Regions from separate parts of the Mus musculus genome. Here all the other regions are linked to region 2. A link is a contact called in public HiChIP or PLAC-seq and promoter capture Hi-C data. All regions are on one chromosome and are shown on one strand. The core of a region is the stretch at or near the end of the contact, and the rest is flanking DNA. Distances in the headings are between cores, read along the strand shown. Region 1 overlaps Ralgapa1 (Ral GTPase activating protein, alpha subunit 1). Region 2 holds the start of Prorp (protein only RNase P catalytic subunit). Region 3 overlaps Baz1a (bromodomain adjacent to zinc finger domain 1A).

Region 1 (3,216 bases), core at 206-2,705, 360 kb before region 2:
CTATGAGCATCTGCATCTGTATTAGTCAGGCCCTGGCAGAGCCTCTCAGGGGACAGCTATACCAGGCTCCTGTCAGCAGGTGCTTCTTGGCATCAGCAATAGTGTCTGGGTTTGGTGTCTGCAGATGGGTTGGATCCCTAGGTGGGGCATTCTCTAGAAAGCCTTTCCTTGGGTTTCTGCTCCACTCTTTGTCCCTGCATTTCCTTTAGACAGGAATAATTCAAGTATTGGGGGGGGGGGGTGTACACGATCGGGTGTGGGAGAAGACGGGGGGAGGTGCACAGAGGGTCAGGAAATTGAACAGAGTTGTATAGCAGTAGGGAATGGAGAACTGGGGTTAGCCACCAGAAAGTCCCAGATGCCAGGGAAGCAAGAGGTTCCCAGGACACAACAAAGAGGACATTAGCCAAAATATCCAACAGAGGGGAGATAGAATCTGTAGAGACCATATCCAGTGGTCCCTACATTGAGGGATGGGGCCACCCACCTGTTGCGGTAAAACTCCATCCCAAATATGCCCCAACAATGAAAACACAACACAGTTAATATGAATACATGCTGTGTGCCTAGATTGGGCAGATCTACCGCTACACTACCATCTTCCACATCTATGAGACCCCTTAGAACTTGAGGTTTCTCCAGGCCATGTGCTTCTGTTCCGCTCCTCCTCCTCCTCCTCCTTCTCCTCCTCCCCTTCCCCTTTTCCCTTTTCCCTTTTCCCTTCCCCTTCCTCCTCTTCCTCCTCCTCCTCTTCTTCTTCCTCTTCCTCTTCCTCTTCCTCCTCTTCCTCCTCCTCCTCTTCTTCCTCCTCTCCCTCCTCTCTTCACCTTCACTCCACCTTCCCTTTTATCTGCCCAATCATCAGCTCTCCTTTATTTTACAAATTAAGGTGGAAAGCAGGTTTACTGGAAATCACCTGAGTACTGAGTCATTCCTTGTTTGCATCCACTCACAAGAGAACTGAATTAACGTCAAATATAATTAGCCCCAGGGCTATCCACAATACCCACCGATCTCAAAAATTTTAATCCTAGGAAATTCTTAGCAGTCTATTTTTTTTTTCTGGTTCTTGTTAACTTCTGGCTGCTTTGCTGTTCACATGTGTCTGTCATAGAGCTGCCAGCTTCTCCTTCGTGCTTTACTCCAAATTCCTGTTCAGAACTAAGCTAAGTTCATTGTCCTTGAAACCTGCCTTTTACCCTGGACATCACTTGTGTACCGCTATACCTAAGCTAGGGTTAGGCCTAGCTTTACCTAGAATGATAATCATACTTTGCAGTTGCAGAAGAGTTGGAAATCCCTGGTCTTCCTAACTTACTACTCCTAGCAGAACTTGCACTCGTCCCGCTTCAAGCTTTAGGTGGCGATATTCATCTAGAGCTTCTGTGCTAAAGATGGGGAGCTTAGACACAGAAGGTCTAGCCCAGCGCCTCTGTAACATGAAGTTATGCAACAGTAGTAACTCCCACCAGTAACCTTTACTCCAGACTGAAAGCTTGGGAGAAAGGAACCTCTCTGCTCAGCCTGAGGAGAATGCAAAACACAGGAGCCATAGAACGGAGCTGTGAGCTGGAGTGTAGGGGAAAGCAGCCAACAACAGTGACTGCTTTTACCAAAATTTAGTAGATTCTCGTGAATGAAGATTTTCTGTTTCTATATGCCTTTAGGACATAGCACTTTTAAAGTGCTAGGTTTTTTTTTTTAAAAAAATGTTTTCACCAGTTAAATTGGGTTTTACTTTACTTTTTTAAGGCCATCCAGATTTATACTCTATAATTCTGGAAATCCTCCTTTTTCAGCAAGCGATAGAAACTTGCTGAAGCTTCTTTGTTGCTGACATGGAAACCTACAGTCATGACTTAACTTCAAAATACTTTAAAAATCTGGCTATCAGACTCCAGCTTGAAATCCTATAGTTTATATCTGTTTGTTGTTGGCTATGAACCTTGTTGTTGTTGTTGTTGTTCTTCTTCTTCTTCTTCTTCTTCTTCTTCTTCTTCTTCCTCTTCTTCCTCTTCTTCTTCTAATTCTGTTGCTGCTGTTGTTGCTGCTACTTCAATAATTTGACGACGACAACAACAAAACCAAAATACATCTGGTCCAATTCTGAAATCAGGAAATATGTATGAATCCATCTTTTTTGGTTTTTTGGTCCTAAAGTTTGCCTATATTCACCAAAGACAAATGGACTAGTTAGCTTGGGTTGCCAGACTTCTTATAAGTTTGCAATTATAAACACTTTTTAATTTAGAAAAAACTAAAAGTTAATTGTCCAAGAATTTGGGAACTAATCCATGCAGTTTTGTGTGTTTCTTCTGTTGTTAGATGCAGTTTGGGGAAATACACTCTTTACTGATGGTTACTTAGTTCTAAAACAGTTGCTTTAACCCTGAGAGTCAGCCACACTGCACAGTGGTAACTCCTTAGTGATTTGTCCTTCTCGTTTTATCTATCCCGCCCACACACAGACCTTTACCTAATTCAGTATTGCTTTAGGTGCTCTTTAATTCTCCCATCAGCAGTAGCCGTGCAATTTTGTCACTTTTAGGACTTTTTTATTTCTATTGCAATTATGTGTCTCCTTTTGTAGGTTGTAGCATCTGAGTCTTTTTCATATTCTTACTCCTATAGACTCTGTACATAAAATTTAATGAGCAAACAAAAATGAATGGTATAATTTTTTTTGTTTTGTAGCCGAGAGACACACAAGATTGCAGTATTTTACGTTGCTGAAGGACAAGAAGATAAATACTCCATTCTCACCAATATAGGAGGAAGCCAAGCATATGAAGATTTTGTAGCTGGCCTTGGTTGGGAGGTATTGTTATACCAGCCATTGTTTTATATTTAGCCCTTGATCACAATATCAATCTGCAAATATCAGAAACCAATCAATCCCTCATATAAAATATTGGAATACTTATATAAAACAATGTATATCCTACTGTATAATTTAAAGTAATTTAAAGTTACTTATGCCTAGTAGTCTAAATACTATATATTGCACTGCTGAGCTATACTGTTTAAGAACCAGTAACAAGAAGGACTGGGAAGATGGATCGGTTAGTTCATTGCTTACCCAGTGAGCCTGAAGACCTGAGTTTGGATCCAAAACACCCATGTAAAAGCCAGGCACAGTGGCAGAAATTCCCCAGCACTGGGGGAGTAGAAACAAACAAATTCTGAGTGCTTACTAACTATCCCACTTGCCAACTC
Region 2 (3,271 bases), core at 286-2,785:
TGCTCCAGCAGCGAAGTAATGAGGATCAGAAGAAACCTGCCCATTGTTGTCATTCCCTTTCCTGTGTGTCCTAGCTTTGGTATCCAGTAGATTGAGTGCTTTGCTATTTGGAGGGGTAGTAGGTTTAACAGAAAACCATCTTTGTTGGTTCCCGATGGCACAGAGAAAGAAGGGGGTAGAAGAGGTCGCAGGGCCTAGCTCAAAGTAAGGGTTGCTCTTCCAAAGTTTCGGGATGCTCCGAAAACCAGACAAATAGAAGGTCATGCTGCAGTGAGTTGAATGAAACTTAAAAATAAAACAGTTTCACTCCACTACGTAAAATTAAGGTATTGGGGGCCCGAGGATATGGAAGCGCAGTTCTTGAAAGTGAGACTTTTTTTGTTTCTCCGTTACAAACAAATCAAGACTATGTGTTTGGAGCGATGTAATGGTAAGGAAAGCACACGTGTTCTATTTATTAAATAAGGATCCAAAGACGTCCAACACCAGTAGCAATCCCTAAACCAGAAGGCGGAACGGGAATCCTGAAGTGCCTGTTACCTTCCAATTTTCGAATCTGAGGAAAAAGCACATGGACTCCCAGTTTGACTCGTGTGGATTATGATGGTCCCGAAGAGGGGCGGGATACCAAAGGAGCTAGAACAGGGAAATAAATAACAACGAACAGGAACCACCAATCGCAGCCCCAGCAGTAGCAAGAAAAGCCAGTCTAGGGTCCCTTGCTCTTCACAACTCTCTCCGGGCCGCAAAACTCTTCGGAGAAGAGGGGCCATGGAAATGCAGCATAAACATCATAGGGAAGGAAGTGAGGTCCAGAAAGAGCTCAGACTTAACTGTACGGAGGGTCGACAAACGAAGTTCACTTCATTAAACAACTCACCACGCCACTCATGCTTAAAGGAACCATAAACGCGGTGAAAACTACAATACCCACAACGCACCGCGCTGAACGTGGTGCTGGGGCCTGGAGCGCTTGAATTCCAGGGTTCTGTTGAGTACTGAGAAGATAAACAAACCAGGATAATTTTGAAACTTTTAGTATCCGAGAGGGCTGGATACCGCTGCGTCTATTACATCGTAGGAACGGTTAAGGTTTCCAGAGAAAGAACAAAATGTGACGAAAATGCTTTTCTCAATTCGGAAATGGCAATGGAGTCCCGTAACCTGTGGCGCGCACGCGCTAAATGCCCAAGCGAAGAAGTCACGCAGGCTTCTTCTGGCCTTTAGAAATCCGGCTTGGTGAGCTGCGACACCTCCGTAAGAAGGATAATTTTTTCATCTACTTCATGTCTGATTTTCGTCCATGCTAGCGTGATCGCCGTATCCGGAATAGCTACAGCATCTTTCCTTTCCTTTTTTCTTTTTTTCCTTTGTAGCCAAGGCTTCCGCCCGTGCCCAAGATGGCGTCCAGGCGTCCTAATTAACTTCCACCTGTCTTGGCGAAGTCTGACGTCGCGGCTGGCAGTGGGTGGAGCTCTTAACAAACTGCAAATGTAGGGTCCTCTGAGCGGGAGTCAACCATGGACTGGAAAGACGTGCTTCGCCGGCGGTTAGCGTCGCCCAACACGGATCCAAAGAGTGAGTTTGAGAGGGACCGCCCTCTAGATAGCCCGCCCCAGGCTAGAAGTGGCGGACAGGGTGGATAGGGTGGAGGAGCTAGTGAGAGCTGTACTTTTGTCTGTTAAACTTCTCTGACAAAGGAGTCAGAGTGGAATGTGCTTTGGAGATCTACCAAGGGGTGACCCAAACTTCCCTGGTAAATGCCCTGCTAGGAATGAGAGCATAACGGTGACCTCAGTTTTCCACGATCTTAGACTTACGAACCAGACTTACGAACCTTGGTTCAAACCTTCAATCTTTTCAAGACCTATAATTCATCCTTATAGGTTTTTTTCCTTCCCTAGAAATAGCGTTTTATCATCTAGCCGAGGCTAGACTTGACTTATTGACCCTTTTTGTTCCTGCCTCCCGAGTCCCTGCCACCTTTTAACTCTCTTTCACTTAACCCTCCATTTTAAATTTCATGAATCCGTTTTACATTGCTCGTTCCTTGGTCCTTCACACTTGCTTTCCAGTCTGGTAAAATCCTTCCAGCTCCACACCAGCACCCAGGCAGCTGCGATTGGCTAAAGAAAAACAGAACCTGGTTGTAGGCATGGCTCAGCCATTAAAGGCTAGACTCAAACAAAGAAGAACACCCAAACCATGGTGAGTTCTAAGGTGAAGTGTCTGTTTTGGTGGCATCTGCAAGAAGAGCGTTTGCTTTTCTACACTTAATTCCGCTCATCTTCCCAAACCTCCAGTCTGCCCTCCACTGTTCACCTTAAATCGATGAGCATATTTTTCAAATATATATATCTTAAAGAGGAAGTAGAGGCAGTTTATAAAGGAGAGCCTCAACTGTTTCCAGTTACCATTTCACTCAGGTCTTAGGTATATATCCTTACAACCAACCTTCACCTTTAGAATGTATTGTCACCAGGTAGTGGTGGCACGTGGCTTTAACCCCAGCTCTTGAGAGGCAGAGGCAGGTGGATCTCTGAGTTGGAGACCAGTGTGGTCTACAGGGAGTTTCAGAACAGCCAGGGCTACACAGAGAAACCCTGTCTCTATTAAGAACTGTGTATTGGACTTGAGTCCCTGAAGTCCCTCACTGGATTGCATTCCTTTTCATATACTCGATGGCTTCTCTTCTGTGTTCTCCTCTCTCTTACATTGTTTACTTTGCCTTTTCTCCTCCATCATTTCCATTGCCACTAACAAACATGTAACAGCCTGCATGTATGCGCGTGTACCATTTTTGAGTGTTGCCTGTCGAATGTAAATGAGGTCAGGGCTTACCTAGGGTTGAGGGGAAGCCTTTATTGTAGATATGAGGGAGAGTTCAGACTAGAAAGGTCCAGACTGAATCTGACCAGCAGTATAGACGGGCATAGAGGGGAGCGGTGGGGAGAGCATGGAAGGGGGTGGGGGTGGACCAAGAGAGCACATGGGAACCAAGAGCTGAGTCAAGGGAGTGAGTAGCCAACATGCCTGAGTTCTGTAGGGTCAGAAGCTGAAGGAAGGGAAGCTGAGCCCACTGGAGAGTGGTTTAGGGTAGGAGCTGGGGTGAGAAGAGCTGGGAGAAGCTATAGGTATTAGGTAATGCTGGGCTCCTGCTTCTGCCCTGATATGTTAGTAGGCACCTCAGCTCTTTGTCCCAGGTTTCTTTGAGACCTGACACCTGCAAAGGCCAGAGAAGGTATTGGAGCTCCTGGAGCAGGAGTTACAC
Region 3 (3,271 bases), core at 358-2,857, 350 kb after region 2:
TTCAGAAACCTCTGGATGAAAATATAATGATATTTGTTAATATATTAATATGTAACTATATAATAACATAACTATACAGATAATAAATATAAATCTTTGTTTTCTTGAGATAGGAGGATCCTTCTATGTTAGCCCAAGATACCTCAAACTTACTATAACTCAGTCTGGGTGTAGACTTGCCATCCTCCTGCCTCTGCCTCCTGAGTACTGGAGTTATACATATGCTCTACCACGCCTGACTTATTTCAAGATTTTACATTCATTGAATTCCTTTTGTATAATATACTCTGATGTCATGATAACTGGATTGTTAGTTAAGATGATGTGGTCTTTTGTCTGTGTGTGGGGGAGATTGTATGTAAAATCAGAGGACACCTTGCCGGATTAGTTCTTTCCTTCTATGTGGGCCACAGGGCTGAAGTCAGGCTTGATGATAGCAAACACCTTTACCTGCTCAGCCATCTCAGCAAAGATATTTTGAAAGAACTGATCCTAATCATTTTGTTATTTGTAGTTCTGTGCATGAAAGTGTAATATGTAAGCTGAGGTGGACATTAAATATAATATGTATGTGTGAGTATTATTGTAAATAGCTGTCTATGCTGAAACAGTACTCATTTATGGGTTCTCATTGCAGAAGAGTTGTAGTGAACATAACTTGATAATTTCTTAAAAAGAAACTTTATATTGAAAATACAGTAGATTTTTTTTGGTTACTTCTAGACTATTGAAATTTTAGTTTTTCCCCTTTATCAAATATAAATACATTGCTTTTTAGTAAAAATTATATTGTGTATATATAGATAGATAGATATAGATATATATACACATGCATATGAGAGAGAAACAATTTTGTTGTTAGTAAATGGAATGAATTGTCCCAGTATCCATGGAAAATTTCCAGGAACTTACTACCACCCTTTTCCTCAAATAAAGAAGTTGTAGGTGCTCAGTAGAGCTCCTTAGGAAGTGCACAGTATTTGCATAGACACGTGTACTTAACTCGTCCATAGACGACTTGTAATTTCAGATAAACTGTACGTGCTCTGTAACTAGCATTAGACTGTACTGTTTAGAGAATAGTGGCAGAGAAAAATGTTCTGTATCCTTAGTACAGATGAACATACCCCCCCACCCCAAATACTTGTTTTTTTGAGTCATGGTCTCACTATGCCTGGAGCTCCTTATGTTCGATCAGGCTGGCCTTGAACTCATACAACTCCATTGGCCCCAGCCTCAAAGGGCTGGGAGTACAGACATGCACCACCACGCCTGGAATCTTCTGGTATAGAGGGCTGACTAACTGGGCCAGTGATTTAACACCGAGAAGTACGTTTGGTGTTAAGATGTCACTGTACAAATAGAAACAGACCTGCCCTTGTCAGTTCTTTGCTGGTGGGGGATCAGCAGCTACGATTGAGATACTTAAGTTCAGGGAAATTTCTCCTCTGTGTAGACCTAGACATGGAGTAGCAAGAGAGGAAAGTAACACAGAGGGAAGTCAGCTGAATAGTCTTCCTATTTGGTGGGTAAGTTGTAATAGGAACTGTTTCTGTTGCTCTCTGGCTGGTCGTCATGCTTCCTTAGAAAGAATGCAGTCAGGATTTTATCCCAAAGGAAGCTTTAATGAAAAGGCTCCAGCAAAGCTCCATTAGTTGTATTGTCACCACCTCTGGCTGAATGCATCTCCTTTCTCCTCTGATACTGACTGCTTCTTGTGCTAAGCGTGCACACTTTTACCTCAGGTTCTTCAGTGTTTCTTCTTCCTCTGAAGGTGTTCTAAGATTTGCTCATGGGTTGTTCCTCATTCCCCCACCATTACCACCACACACACCTCTTTAAATACTAACTTCCTAGAAGGCCTAGCTAGTCAGTTATCAAGTATCACTGCTCATATAAGGTAGTGGGGTTTTTGTTGTTAGGGTTTTGGGTGGGTTTTTGTTCGTTTGTTTGTTTTGCTTGCTTGCATTGCCCATCATTTCAATTCTAGAGGTTGCTGACCTTTGTCATTACAAATAGTATCTAGTGTACTGTAGGCTTTCCACTGCTGAGTGAAGGTGGTGAGTGAATAGATACACCCCAAAGGTGAGTGAGAAGGTAGTTAGAATGGAGATTAACTGTGTGGTTTCTTTGCCTTTTTTGTGTGTGCTTGAACTAGACAGATATCCTGCCACTGACCCATACTTCCTTTTTTAAAGTATATATTGACTATAATTTTTACTTTTTATAGCCTTGAACTTATGTCTCAGTTTCCTGAATACAGGCCCCAAACACCAGGCCTGGTTTGGCACTATGAAGAAAATTTAAAAGCAATTACAATAACTTTCTATTTCCATTTTCTTTTTCAGATTCCCAGGCTAGCTTGCAACTCCTGTGTCCCTTAGGCTAACTTTTGGCCTTCTGACCCTCACACCTGCTTCCCTAGCACTGGGACTGCAGGCAGTGTGCCTCTGGGCCCACTTTCCCTTTATCTTCCTTTGACATTTTTTTTTCCAAACTTTTCTGACAAAAGAGCTGGGGATAGCTCAATTGGTAGAATACTTACCTAGCATGCATAAAGATGTGTTCAATTCCCCAACCAGCTGGAATAGGTGGCACATGCCTATAATACTGCATTGGAAGGGGAAGGCAGGGGGGTCCAGGGTTAAGATACCCTCAGCTATGTAGTAAGTTCTATATCATCCTTCACTATGTAATGAGCTCAAAGCCAGCCCAGATTATCTGAGACCCTGTCTCAAATTCTAACCTAAATGGTACTAAGTACTAATTTATTTCCAGCTAATTTATTAATTAATTCCAATTTTACCAGAGGAAATTTTATTGAATGGATAATTAAAATGCCTACCTTAGATTAAGTTATGCCTTACAGTGCTTTGTCTAGTACAATGTGGAAAGGCTATGTAACTTACAAAAAAACCCTTAAGTTAAAATAAAACCACATAAGCTTGTATTATATCTGGCATAGTAGAGCATACCTTCGAGGCAGGCTGCTCTTTCTGAGTTCAAGGCCAGCTAGAACTACATATGAGAGACCCTGTTTCAAAAGAAAAAGAAAAAAGGAAAGATTCTATTACAACAATGCGCAAAGAAATGAAACTTTAAGGACCTCATGTTTCCAAAGGACTAACTGATTTGGGTCTGTTCCCCTCTTCTTTTTAGGAAGAAGAAAGATGCAATCGATCCCTTATTATTCAGATACAGGGTTCAGCCCACTAAAAAGGAGATGTATGAGTCTGCTGTTGTTAAAGCAACACAAATCAGGTAAAACTCA

What was found. Promoter capture Hi-C pulls out the DNA fragments that hold promoters and counts their contacts. HiChIP or PLAC-seq counts read pairs in DNA pulled down with a chosen protein or histone mark.
Region 1: a promoter capture Hi-C map of embryonic stem cells shows a contact between it and region 2, with 2.1 times the contacts expected there. The contact joins the enhancer-like site here to the promoter of Prorp in region 2. A contact is called at or near these places in 9 of 39 promoter capture datasets (the 3T3-L1 cell line, the C10 cell line, embryonic stem cells and 4 more), 1 of 15 datasets of contacts at CTCF or cohesin (the NIH/3T3 cell line), 1 of 484 Hi-C or Micro-C datasets (myocytes), 4 of 115 datasets of contacts at active chromatin or transcription factors (astrocytes, embryonic stem cells and trophoblast stem cells) and 4 of 9 other capture datasets (adipose tissue, liver, macrophages and 1 more).
Region 3: an H3K4me3 HiChIP or PLAC-seq map of stem cell-derived neural progenitor cells shows a contact between it and region 2, with 2.8 times the contacts expected there. The contact joins the enhancer-like site here to the promoter of Prorp in region 2. A contact is called at or near these places in 9 of 39 promoter capture datasets (the 3T3-L1 cell line, the C10 cell line, embryonic stem cells and 6 more), 1 of 484 Hi-C or Micro-C datasets (nephron progenitors), 10 of 115 datasets of contacts at active chromatin or transcription factors (the SCID.adh cell line, embryonic stem cells, extraembryonic endoderm stem cells and 4 more) and 3 of 9 other capture datasets (adipose tissue, embryonic stem cells and liver).

What each region holds. Positions count from the first base shown.
Region 1 is chr12:55,665,155-55,668,370 of GRCm38.p6, reverse strand. It overlaps Ralgapa1 (Ral GTPase activating protein, alpha subunit 1), which reads left to right. Exons shown (of 42, transcript NM_001368814.1): 36 at 2,695-2,818. Among named protein-coding and RNA genes, the nearest start is that of Insm2, 68 kb to the right of the region's middle. Within about 2 kb of position 1,455, at least 13 of the 459 cell types and tissues checked have an H3K27ac peak or open chromatin away from gene starts, as enhancers often do. A contact at or near this core is called in adipose tissue, embryonic stem cells and stem cell-derived epiblast-like cells, where this site is marked.
Region 2 is chr12:55,300,901-55,304,171 of GRCm38.p6, reverse strand. It overlaps Prorp (protein only RNase P catalytic subunit), which reads right to left and starts at 1,535. Exons shown (of 7, transcript NM_025373.1): 1 at 1-1,535. The coding sequence starts at 264. Ppp2r3c (protein phosphatase 2, regulatory subunit B'', gamma) reads left to right here and starts at 1,172. Exons shown (of 14, transcript NM_021529.4): 1 at 1,172-1,257; 2 at 1,377-1,578. The coding sequence starts at 1,521.
Region 3 is chr12:54,946,792-54,950,062 of GRCm38.p6, reverse strand. Baz1a (bromodomain adjacent to zinc finger domain 1A) reads left to right here. Exons shown (of 27, transcript NM_013815.2): 5 at 3,160-3,261. Among named protein-coding and RNA genes, the nearest start is that of Gm51983, 23 kb to the left of the region's middle. Within about 2 kb of position 1,607, at least 7 of the 459 cell types and tissues checked have an H3K27ac peak or open chromatin away from gene starts, as enhancers often do. A contact at or near this core is called in stem cell-derived neural progenitor cells, where this site is marked.